2 separate regions of the Rattus norvegicus genome follow, and region 2 is linked to region 1. Evidence: chromatin contacts called from public Hi-C data. All regions are on one chromosome and are shown on one strand. Each heading gives the region's core, a stretch centred on a gene start, on an enhancer-like site or on the middle of the called end of the contact. The rest is flanking DNA. Distances are from core to core; before and after follow the strand shown.

Region 1 (5,560 bases), core at 1,861-4,360:
TACAGAGCAGATAAAAGGCCGTGGCTGTCCACGCGGGGATATAAGACATAAAGTTTGACTTAATAAACCCCTGCCCTCCATAGCTCAGATGACTAAAATAGTTAACCTGCATACAGCACTTTTGTGTGTATGCATGTACAGGAGTGTGAATGAGGACACGCAGATACGAATGTGTGGGTGCTTGTGCACAGGTCGGAGGTCAGCCCTGGGTGATGGTCCCCAGCAGCCGTCCATCTGCTTGAGAGAAGGTCTCTCACTGGGACCTATGGCTCAGTGATTATGAGAAGCTGGCTGGTCAATAGGGTCCCATGGCTTCTGGAGATGTATATTTTGATATTTGATGTATATTTTGTTAAATTTTGTCACAATTTAAAAGAGAATGCCGGGGCTGGAGAGATGGCTCAGCGGTTAAGAGCACCCGACTGCTCTTCCAGAGGTCATGAGTTCAATTCCCAGCAACCACATGGTGGCTCACAACCATCTGTAAAGAGATCTGATGCCCTCTTCTGGTGTATCTGAAGACAGCTACAGTGTACTTACATAATAAATAAAATAAAAAGAGAATGCCACCCTATAAATGTGGATGACCCTTGAGAACTTGAGCCTCTGTGACAGGCCAGACATAAGGGCAAGTGCCATAAGATTCCAATTAGTGTCTGTTCCTAGAGTTAGCAGATTCACGAACAACGCAGACTGGAGGCTGCTGGGAGACTAGGGGAAGGAGTGGCAGCTAGAGCTGAGTGGGAACAGCACTGCTGACGGACGGCAGTTGGAACTGCTTCTGTCAAATCCTGATGCCAATGAACTTTACACTGAAAAGATTAAGTGGCTAGCTTGGACAGGTATGGTGCTGCACACCTATAACCCCAACAGCACTTGGGAGGCTGGAAGCAGGAAGATAAGTTGTGGGGGACAGCTATAGTGACATATGCCTGCAGTCCCAATACTTGGAAGGAAGAGGCACAGATTATAAATTCAAGGTCATAGAGCAAGTTCCAGCCAGGTTTGCATAAATGAGACCTTGTCTCAGAAAAACAAAAACTGAAGATAATAGGTCAACTTGGTTATATATACTTTATCACAAGCAATAGTAAATATAAAAACTATATGATTAAAAAGAAAACAATGGGGTTGAGGATTTAGCTCAGTGGTAGAGTACCTGCCTAGCAAGTGCAAGGCTCTGGTTTGGTCCTCAGCTCTTGGGGGTGGGGTGAGAGAAAATAAAAAGAAAACATTACTAAAAATGGTAGTGGGGGTGGGGTGGGCAGAAAGCCCCTAAAGTCCCTCCTATCCACTGCAATGCAAAATTCCCTTCTAAAATGGCCCATAGCTGCTTTGGGCACAGGCACACAAGGCTGTTGGGCTGGGCTGGGCTGGGCAGGCCGGAGGCAGCAGCTCACTTGTCAGTAAGGGAATTCCTCTCCTTGCTGTCCTCAGCTTGCCTCCACTCAGCCCTTCGCAGTTGTCCCTCCAGCGTTTCACATCGGAACTGAAGCTCCAGGACCTTGGCATCCAGCGTCTGCAGCTGCTCTGCATGGGCACCCTTCACTGCTGCTAGCACTGTGTCTTTCTCCCTGGCTTGACGGTCAAGCTCTTCATGTCTGAAACACAGGGAAGGGTTCCACAATGGCTCACTCAGCACTCTGGAACCTTCCAAAGTGTTTGTCATCATTTCTTACTCTACAGTTGTCCCTGACAAGATGGCTGACTCTGCAGGAGTAACTTGTGGGTATGCTTGCTCTTCCCATGTTAGCAGATCTTCTTAAATGCCAGGCTCTTGGTGGCTCCCCCAAGCTCACACACAGACACCAAAGCAGGTTCACAAAGCACTCCTAGGAGACAACTAAGCTTGCCAGCCCAGGGAAAACACCTGCCTCCTAGATGGGCAGATTCCTGAGTGCTCTCCTAGTATATCGGTTTGTCTGTACTGCCTAACTGTGGCATGAGACAACACAGGGACAATTTGTTCCCCTTCTTTCTCCCCAGTGTGGCTGGGAAGCCTAAGTGTGTGGTGTGTGGTAGCTACAGTTGCCATTTCCTTTGGAGGAGAAAGTAAATGACTTGCCCTGGGAGTTGAGCCCACAGCTGAGCGTCTAGCTGGCATCCCCAACCCCATTCCTTGTTGACTATGCTGTTCCAGCACCTACTGAACCCTGCTGTACCGGGAAGATGAACAACGCTTTAATTGCATTGCTGAAGTTCCGCCTTGAGCCAACATACTATTTATTTCCTGGGTGTTGTGCCTGTTCCTGTTGGCTGGGTCCCAACCCACACTGAGTACAGGGTATATCAACAGGAAAAAGAGAACTCAAGAGAGTCTGCATCTGAGAGTAAGGGGTGTGGCCAACCAGGTGACTGTGTCAGCATGGCAAAGCTTGGGGCTAATAGTCTACAACTTATAAACTAGTGAGTAGAACATTCAAGTTTTAAATGTTAATGCTAAATTTTAAAATATGTATTTATCTAGTGTGGGGTGTGTGTATGGAGCCAGTTCTCTCCTTTTACCACGTGGGTTCCAGGGATGGAACTCAGGTCACCCACCATGTTGACAAGTGATTTTATCCACAGAGCCATCTCATTTACCCATAAAAGTTAAAATTTAACTAAGGTTATATTTTAAAGCCTGTTTTAGACACTGTAGACTAAATCCAGAGTTTTAGACATTTTTAGTTTGTGTTTTATCAATGAACTGGACTGGAGTCTTGGCCCTTCAAACATTTTAAGCTTTGAGACACTGGATGCCTAACCCTTTCTAAGGAAGTAGAGCATGGAGTTAACCAAAGTGGTATCCCAGCTCAGGCTACCCCGTCACAGGGCTCTTGTCTCCAGAGAGTATGATCCAGACTCTTTTCCAGAGGCACTACCCAGGCAGAAATACGCACTTCCTCCTGAAAGTCTCCTCAGCTTTCTTCTTGGCCAGCTGTACAGAGTGAAGCTTCTTCTCCAAGTCCTTTATCCTAAACAGAAACTGTGTCAGTAAAGAAGAGCAGTTACATAAGAGACCAAAGAATAGAACTGGAAGAAGCCAGGAAGGCAGCGCCACCAGGGTCTAGTCCTTATGGCCACAATGCCTTGAGAGCAGAACCCACGCACCGAGCATCCTTCATGGCCTCCAGATCCTGTAGCTCCCGGGCATGATCCTGTAGCTTCCTCTCTAATTCAATGTGCTCTGATTCTGCCTTCTGCAGACTCTCTGTTGCCTGTGCTCCAGCTTCTTTTAAAGCCTGAAGCTCTTTGTTTAGCAGCTTTACCTGAGGGAGATTGAAAAGTTCCAGGAGAGTAAATGGGTAAAAGGAACAGTATGGCTTCTAGCTGAGCTGGTTAGGACTCAGTGGCAGAGCACTTGTCTAGCATGCACAAGGTCTCGAGTTCAACCCCCAGTACCGGATACCAGATATGTGCAAAATAAAGAGAGAAAAGCATCTCCCAATATTAAACAAACAAACAAACAAACAAACAAAAAGGAACAGTGCAAAACCTGGTGTGGTCCCAGCACTTGGCAGAGGCAGGCAGATCTCTGAGTTCGAGGCAGATCTCTGAGTTCGAGGCCAGCCTGGTCTACAGATCTAGCTCCAGGATAGACAGGACTACACAGAGAAACCCTGTCTCAAAAAAAAAAAAAACAAAAAAAAAAAAAACCTAACTAACTAACTAAAGAACAGCATGGTGTTCTGTAGTACAGGGTAATTAAAGCTGGCAACAGTGAACTTGAAAACTGGAAACACTTCAAAAACCCTGCCCAGCCAGTTACCTTGAGCTCGTGGGTCAAGACAGTGTTGCTCAAGTCATCAGCTCTCAGTTGGAACTCATGCTCCCTTCTCTGAGCTTCAGATTCAAATTCTTGCAGCAGTTCCTGGAATAAGAGTCAAGAGAGGAGAGCAGCCGCTGCAAACATCTCAGCTCAGGTGTGAGACCACTGCTCATAATGAATTACAACATCTGTACACACAAAGTTTTCTGTTCTACATACAAAACTGTTTAACTATATTTTCCTATAACATTCTTCAAGATCTATGTATCTATATCAATATATACCGTCAATCTAAGCACTAAGGAGGCAGATGCAGGCGGATCTCTGAGTTCAAGGCCAGCCTGATTTACAGAGTAAGTTCCAGGACAGCCAGGGCTACACAGAGAAATCCTGTCTTGAAAAACAAACAAAACAAACCAACCAACCAAAGAAACAACAACAAAAATTCTCAGGCAAAATGGGGTCATAAATGAAACCACTTTAAGAAGCCTCTCTCTGGGGGTTGGGGATTTAGCTCAGCGGTAGAGCGCTTGCCTAGCAAACGCAAGGCCCTGGGTTCGGTCCCCAGCTCCGAAAAAAAGAAAAAGAAAAAGAAAAAGAAAAAAAAAGAAGCCTCTCTCTGAGGAATGGCTGGTATAATTCTTGCAGTTCAGTTAGCATTGCTGTCAGGATAGCATACATTCCCTTCTACACACTTCCTTTTCATTTCTGACATGATGAGGCCCTCTATGGGGTCACTGGCTGATAAAAGTGTTTGGATTCTCCAGCTACCAGTGAACCAAAAAGCCTAATTTCTTTATTACTGGGGTCAGGTACCTTTGTCTCATTTTTGATCAGCATAGAGCAAGAGCCCCTGGGGAAGACTGAGTGCTCAGGGACTCATGGGAGCCCCTCTAGTCCTGGGCCCGGCCCTGTGCTGCCCACCACCAGACTCCAGCCCTGAAGGACAGGCTGAGGGAGCACAGATGTAGCTCTGAGGGAGTTGCCCCCACCCCTACCAGACAAACAGGTGCACTGTGTGAGCACTGCAGCAGCAGGTCTCACTTTCTGACTCAGGAAACTGCAAAAGGCACAACTAGAAGTTATGTTTCCCCTTTCAGTCCCTTGAGAGGTAAATGTGAAATATGTAGTCACACGACTGACCCTTACTGGAATCAGAATATTAAAGTCATTATTATAATTATAAAATCATGGCAAAATGCTTGCCTGTCATGTGTGGTACCCTGGGTTCTATTCCAAGCATAGAAACGAAGGAAGGAAGGAAGGAAAGAAGGGAGGGAGGGAGAGAGGGGGGGAGGAAGGGAGGGAGGGAGGGAGGGGAAAAGAAAGGAGGGTGGTGAGTTGGTGGAACTACCTGTAAACGGAGAAAGAACCTGGTAGGCAAAGATAGAGAAGATCCCCTCAAGTTCTAGGCAGCCTTGGCTACATGTTAGGAATCTGCCTCAAAAGACTCAAAACCAAACAACCAAATAACCAAACAACAACAACAAACACACAGAATCTTGAAACATTGTTTTTTTTTTGTTTTTTTTTTTGTTTTTTTTGTTTTGTTTTGTTTTGGTTTGGTTTTTTCTGAACAAAATCCACAGAGTAAGTTCTGCAGGTTGTGGCCACCAGAGAGCAGAGTTCTATACAACATCAAGCCTGTGCTGCCACCTTCTGGTCCTGTCTCTACTGTGCTTTTGTTGTCAAGGTTCTGGGGACCTGCATCGGGATTTAGTGACAGCTCCAGGTTCCTGTCTAGAGGTCTTGGATAAACCAGGGGACCTCACACAACAATCCGTCACTGTGTTTCCTTGTGCGTGTTCT
Region 2 (5,560 bases), core at 1,757-4,256, 310 kb after region 1:
GGCACGTGCCTGTCATACTCATCTCTGCTTTATCTCCTTCACCGCTGTGTCATGCAGACACCCAGAGGACAGAAACTGGAAATGGCTTTGATGGGAGAGGGCGTCATGGCGTTCAGGGTTGTAGGAGAGTAAAGCATCAGCAGCAAGTTCAGCAAACAACTGGTCCCCGTAATCTGGCAGTTCCCTTGCTGAGTGAGCTGTGTGCTCTTACTGGTGAGATGGGGCCGTAAACTCTGGCTTTTTGCAAGATATGCTGCTGGTAAACTGTCATTTAGTGTGTGTGTGTGTGTGTGTGTGTGTGTGTGTGTGTGTGTGTGTGTTGCAAATTAGGATATTCCAAGTAAACTCCCAGGACAGAGCATCCAATACAACAGAAACATGTTTATTTTATTGACTGCAGAAGGAGAAAATGATGTGCCCTTTGTCCTTGTCCACCCAGTCAACAAAGCACTCCTCTGCCATCTCACATGTAGCTGAGTTCTTGTGCATCACGACAGCGCCCCCTTGTGGAAGAACATGGAAACAGGGAACCTTTTCTCCACTCACATTAAAACATTACTTTGAATAAAAAATAAATCACCCTTACAGAGCTGGGCCCTGATGCTACATTTGAGGAATAGAATGCATCTGGATGGAATGCTCAGGAAAACAGCAGCCCAAGGAGACCTACACCCCACCCCACCCACCCAGTCCAGAGGTGTGTGCTCTCTACGCTGCTGACTGTCCTCACCTGGCCCTGTGGCCCTGACACTGTGGCTCCCCTCTTTTCCCCTCAGCCCAACCCCAGGACTCCAGCTTGTAACTAGCTGGGTGTCCCTTCTTGCCCCAAAGAGGACCATCAGCAGAGCTGTGGACTGGGGTACATTCTTTTTTTTTTTTTTTTTTTGGTTCTTTTTTTCGGAGCTGGGGACTGAACCCAGGGCCTTGCGCTTCCTAGGCAAGCGCTCTACCACTGAGCTAAATCCCCAACCCCATGGGGTACGTTCTTGTCCTCATGTTTTCTGGGTACTCTCACTTATCCTAATTTTTCTGGAACTTTTTTCTACACTTATTATTTTATGTGTGTGGACACACAACATAGTGTGTGTAGAGGTCAGAGAACTACTTACAGGAGTTGGTTCTCTCCTACTATGTGTAGGTTCAGGACACTGAAATCAGGTCGTCCGGTTTGTGTTATGTGCTTTAAAGGTCACGCCATCTCACTGGCCCTTTCTCAGCTCCCTAATCCTGTTTCTTCTCTGCAGGTAGCCTCTGGGCACAGAAGGTTACTAAGGTGCTGCCTACACCTGCGTGGCATTGGAGGCCAACCCTGAAACATCTTTATTCTCCAACCCAGTGTGAGCTTGCCTATCTGGGAAGGGAAAGTTTGTCTCTAACCACATGTATCATTTTAAATGATTCCATTTGTAGCAAAAGACAAGGTTGAGCTTCATTTCTGTCACCTGTGCATCTGTGTATAAGTCTGTCCACATGAATGCAGGTGCCTGTAGAAGAAGTTGGATCTCCTGAAGGTGAAGTTACAGGCGGTTTTGAGCTGCCAATCAAGGGTATTAGGAACTGAACTCAGGTCCTCTAGAAATGCAACAAGTGTTCTTAAATACTGAGCTATCTCTCCAGCCCCTTACCAGTCACTCTTTTTTTGAGAAGCCTGTGGCACATACCTTCAAACCTTCGGTGACCGTCATAGTCCTCAGAGCAGGGAACCTCAATGAACCTGCCTTCTAGGACCTCACCACGATGGGCCACAACTTCAGCAACATCATCATCGATCCCTGCACTACTCCAGAGCAGGAATGTGACCAGAGCAAGGCTGACCCCAAGGGCCACAATCCTTAGCCATGTCCTCTGTGCCTCCTGAGGCAGCCGGTCCTTCTTGGTGCTAAGGGTAGAGAACAAAACCACTGGATGCAGCCATCATACTAAACACACCAATCAAAACCACAAGCTGTTCACGCTGGATGTCACCAGGCTTGGGCTGTGCCTGCATTGATCTCTGATCAAAATGGATGGACCCCAACAATCCTGAGATATTGTAGGTACTCGTGGGCTAATTATGAAGCAGCTGGTGTGAAATAAGGCATTCGCTTTCATCCACAACCCACTCAAGCTTATCAGGATGCCCACCATGCACCACCCCTTGGAAGAGCTTCCTAGGCAGTATGTGGTCTTGAAATATAGGTTCCATTTCTTAGTTACCAATTCAGGTGTGGGTTTGACAGAGGCTCACAGGCCAGTTTTGGACAGGTGAGGTGTTAAAGGCTGAGATGAGATAACCAGCAGAGGGAGATGGGGCATGCAGCAGAAAGGAGACATAAAGACTCGGAAATGGTCCCTAGCGAGAGAAACCTGCTCAGGAGACTGAAAGCAGCTTCAAGGAGCTTCCTGTGGATAGGACCTCTGTGCAAAGCTTGGAGGTGGGCAGCCACATGGTGATTTCATTATAGAAGGGGTGCCGCAGGATATTCCAACGAAGTCACACCCGCAACATATCACACCCACACTACTTCCACGCCCTCTCCCTAAGTCACGCCTGCTTGCGTCGCAGTAGGGCTGGCTCCACCTGACACCTTCACCCAGGAGCCAACCCAGACACAGGTCAGACCCCGCCTTGTCACGACCACGCCCCATCCTGTCAGGCCCCACCCCCCGGGATGGCCACACCCCACTCTGCCACAGACACCGCGATCACGACCACGCTCCACCTCCCTCCGACCCAGCCCTCGGAATGGTCATGCCCACACACCAGTCAGGCTCCGCCCGCTGTAGCGCGCGGCCTCCTGGACCCGAAGGATCCCGCTACCTGTTCGCGTGCCGGCGTTCTGCTGCACTATTTCCTTCGGGAACTCTGGGTGGTCCTCTCCGCTGAGGCGCCATCGGGCGAAGCCGTCGCAGAGCCAGGCGGGACACGAGAACCACCAAACTCGGGGCAATAGCTGCGACCGCGAAAGCGAGGCGGGAACGGTGTAGGGACGCGGGAGCGACGCGCTCGGTCCTCGGCCGGCTCGCGGTCAGGCGAGAGCAATCGGAGGCCGAGCGGTGCCGGGGGAGGGGAGCGGGGGAGGCGGGGCCTTCTCGGCCCTTGGCGCTGCTCCCCCGAGGCACCTGCGGAGTTGTACGTTCTCCGGTAGCAGTGCTGCGTGACGACGTGGGTGAGTCAAGCCCACAGCCTCCGGTTGGGCTGGACCAGGATGACCTGTCTCCTATGGCCGTCGCCCTCTCTCCCCCGATGGCGCTTTGAGAATCCTGTACTGAGAGTGGCGGGTCGGGGTTGGGGATTGAGGGCAAAGGGAGGAATGGGTGTGTGTGTGTGAGGAGGAGGGTGTGGTTCCTAAGGCTAGAACTTTTGAGTCCTTGCAAAGGACGAGCATGTGAACCCATGCAACTGGATGCACAACTCAGTAACTCTCCTTAATAATCGTTTGTGGTTTTACAAAAGGCAGGGAAACTGTTTCTTTAATATCCTGGCTGCTTCAGTATCATCCAGAAATTAATTTTTTTTTTTTTTGGTTCTTTTTTTCGGAGCTGGGGACCGAACCCAGGGCCTTGCGCTTCCTAGGTAAGCGCTCTAACCACTGAGCTAAATCCCCAGCCCCCAGAAATTAATTTTAATGGAAACTACAGTCAGCTCTGTTATATGGTAGAGCTTATTCCCTTTTCAAGTTATTGTTGTTATTATTTGCAGTAACCGAGGTGATTCCCAGGGCCCCTGGCATAATGAGCAAGGGCTGTATCATGAAACTAGCCATCTCCCCAAATTATCATTGCTGTAATTGTTTTTCAGTACTAGGAGTTGAACCTAAGACTTTATACATGCTAGACAAGTGTTGTACTACTAAGCTGTCCAGTCCGTATTTTACTTGTTAGTATGGAGACAGGGTCTTATTAAGTGGCCAAGGCTAGCTTTGACCTTCCTTGATAGCCCAGGCATGCCCTAAACTTTAATCCTTCCTCAGGAGGGGGCAGGGTGGGACAGGTGTTACTGGTGGGTGCCACTGCCACGCTTGCACAGTTTTTCTGTTGCTATAAATCGTAATAATCTCACAAGGAAATCGATGGTTTCCTATTTCAGGGCAATTCACAATACTGTATTTGAATGCGGAAATAAACTTGGATTATTTTCATATTAGTAAAATTAGTTTCGTCTGGCTTAGTAGAGCACAATTGGCTGGTATCAGAACTGAAAAAGAACGGGGAGGAGAGCTGTGTCTGCTCCTCTTTATAACTTAAGTTCTCTCCACCAGGAAGAAGTCACAGAGATCCTGTTATAGACGTTCCAAGAAAAAAAAAAATACCAACATGACATGTTCCACACCATTTAAGATGAGATTAGTTCATTTGGACCTTAAAGGAGCACCTCCAAAGGTTTCATATCTCTCTGAGGTAAGGACTCCCTTCACCTCTAATGACCTTTTACTCTGCAGAATTGAGCACTGGTCAAACAACCCTGAGGCCTTCTGGATCACGGTGGTGACAGAGCATAGGTGTTTCATTTTCTCTCAGTTCCCCATAGAACCAGGCAGAACACCTGGGCGGCACAAAGAACAGAGGAACTCATGACTTCTTTGCTGTGGTTGAATTGTTTCCACCCATAAGATGAGTTCAAGTCTTTGCACTTTGGTGCCTGTACATATACCCTTACCTTAAAATAGTCTTTGGAAAATTGACCAGTTGAAATGAGGCCATACTGGGGTTCTGTGAGGCTGAATAAGAAAAGCGGATTGATTATGTTTGGGGTCTGTATGCTCTCCCATGTGTTCATGTGAAGATCAGAGGTCAACAACATTCTTATTTTATTCATTTACTTATTTATTTTGGAGACACGGCCTCTCACTGAACCTAGAACTCACCATTTCACATAGTCAGAATCTGCCTGTCTTTACCCTGCCAGTGCTGGGGTTACAGGCACACACCACCATCCCTGGCTTTTATATGAGTGTTAGGGATCCCAAACTCAGGTAAAAGAGGAGATTTTAGACATAAAGTTGAAAAGGCACCTCAGTAAGGACACCCGAGACATCAGAAGTGAAGTGATACTGTCACAAACTAATAAACCAGGAACTGGAAGAGACAAGAAGGACTCTCCCGTGAGACCTTCTGAGAAAGCATGGCCTGCCAACTCCTTAACTAGAGTCCTGACCTCCAGGACTGTGAAAGAAAGCCCGCTATTTGAAGCCACGTCATTTGTAGTCATTTCTAACAGCAGACATAGATTCTTCAACATGAGCACAGTGCGCTCGCCTGTAACCCCAGTACTTCGGAAATAGAGGCAGGCGGTTCAGGAGATCAAGGCCAGTATTGATCCCAAAGCAAATTCAAAACCATCCTGAGCCATCTGAGACATTGTCTCGTGTGGGAAACGGGTAAGACAGCTCAGCAGTAAAAGTGCTTGCCGAGGGGCTTAATAACTGAGTCTGAGTTCTGGGGACTTGTATTATGAAGGGCAAGAACCAGCTCCTCACCCTTTCCTGTGCCTTTAAGGTTGTCTCAGTACTTTAAGAGGCTAACACAGAAGGGTAAAGGAAGTCTCCATAAAACCCAGAGAGGAAAACTGCACCTCCTC

What was found. A called contact is a pair of places that touch in the nucleus more often than the background predicts.
Region 2: a contact with region 1 is called in a Hi-C map of frontal cortex, with 2.7 times the contacts expected there. The contact joins the promoter of Ogfod3 here to the enhancer-like site in region 1. A contact is called at or near these places in 3 of 12 Hi-C or Micro-C datasets (Schwann cells, frontal cortex and hepatocytes).

The regions. Positions count from the first base shown.
Region 1 is chr10:106,668,556-106,674,115 of GRCr8, forward strand. Ccdc57 (coiled-coil domain containing 57) reads right to left here. Exons shown (of 22, transcript XM_063270205.1): 6 at 3,752-3,853; 7 at 3,094-3,251; 8 at 2,883-2,957; 9 at 1,401-1,601. Among named protein-coding and RNA genes, the nearest start is that of Ccdc57, 23 kb to the right of the region's middle. Within about 2 kb of position 3,111, at least 15 of the 93 cell types and tissues checked have an H3K27ac peak or open chromatin away from gene starts, as enhancers often do.
Region 2 is chr10:106,975,416-106,980,975 of GRCr8, forward strand. It overlaps Ogfod3 (2-oxoglutarate and iron-dependent oxygenase domain containing 3), which reads right to left and starts at 3,007. Exons shown (of 9, transcript NM_001013976.1): 1 at 2,801-3,007; 2 at 1,662-1,879. The coding sequence starts at 2,874. Hexd (hexosaminidase D) reads left to right here and starts at 3,080. Exons shown (of 13, transcript NM_001142562.2): 1 at 3,080-3,149; 2 at 4,242-4,380. The coding sequence starts at 4,297. It overlaps LOC120095457 (small nucleolar RNA SNORA26), which reads left to right and starts at 5,468; the gene lies at 5,468-5,560.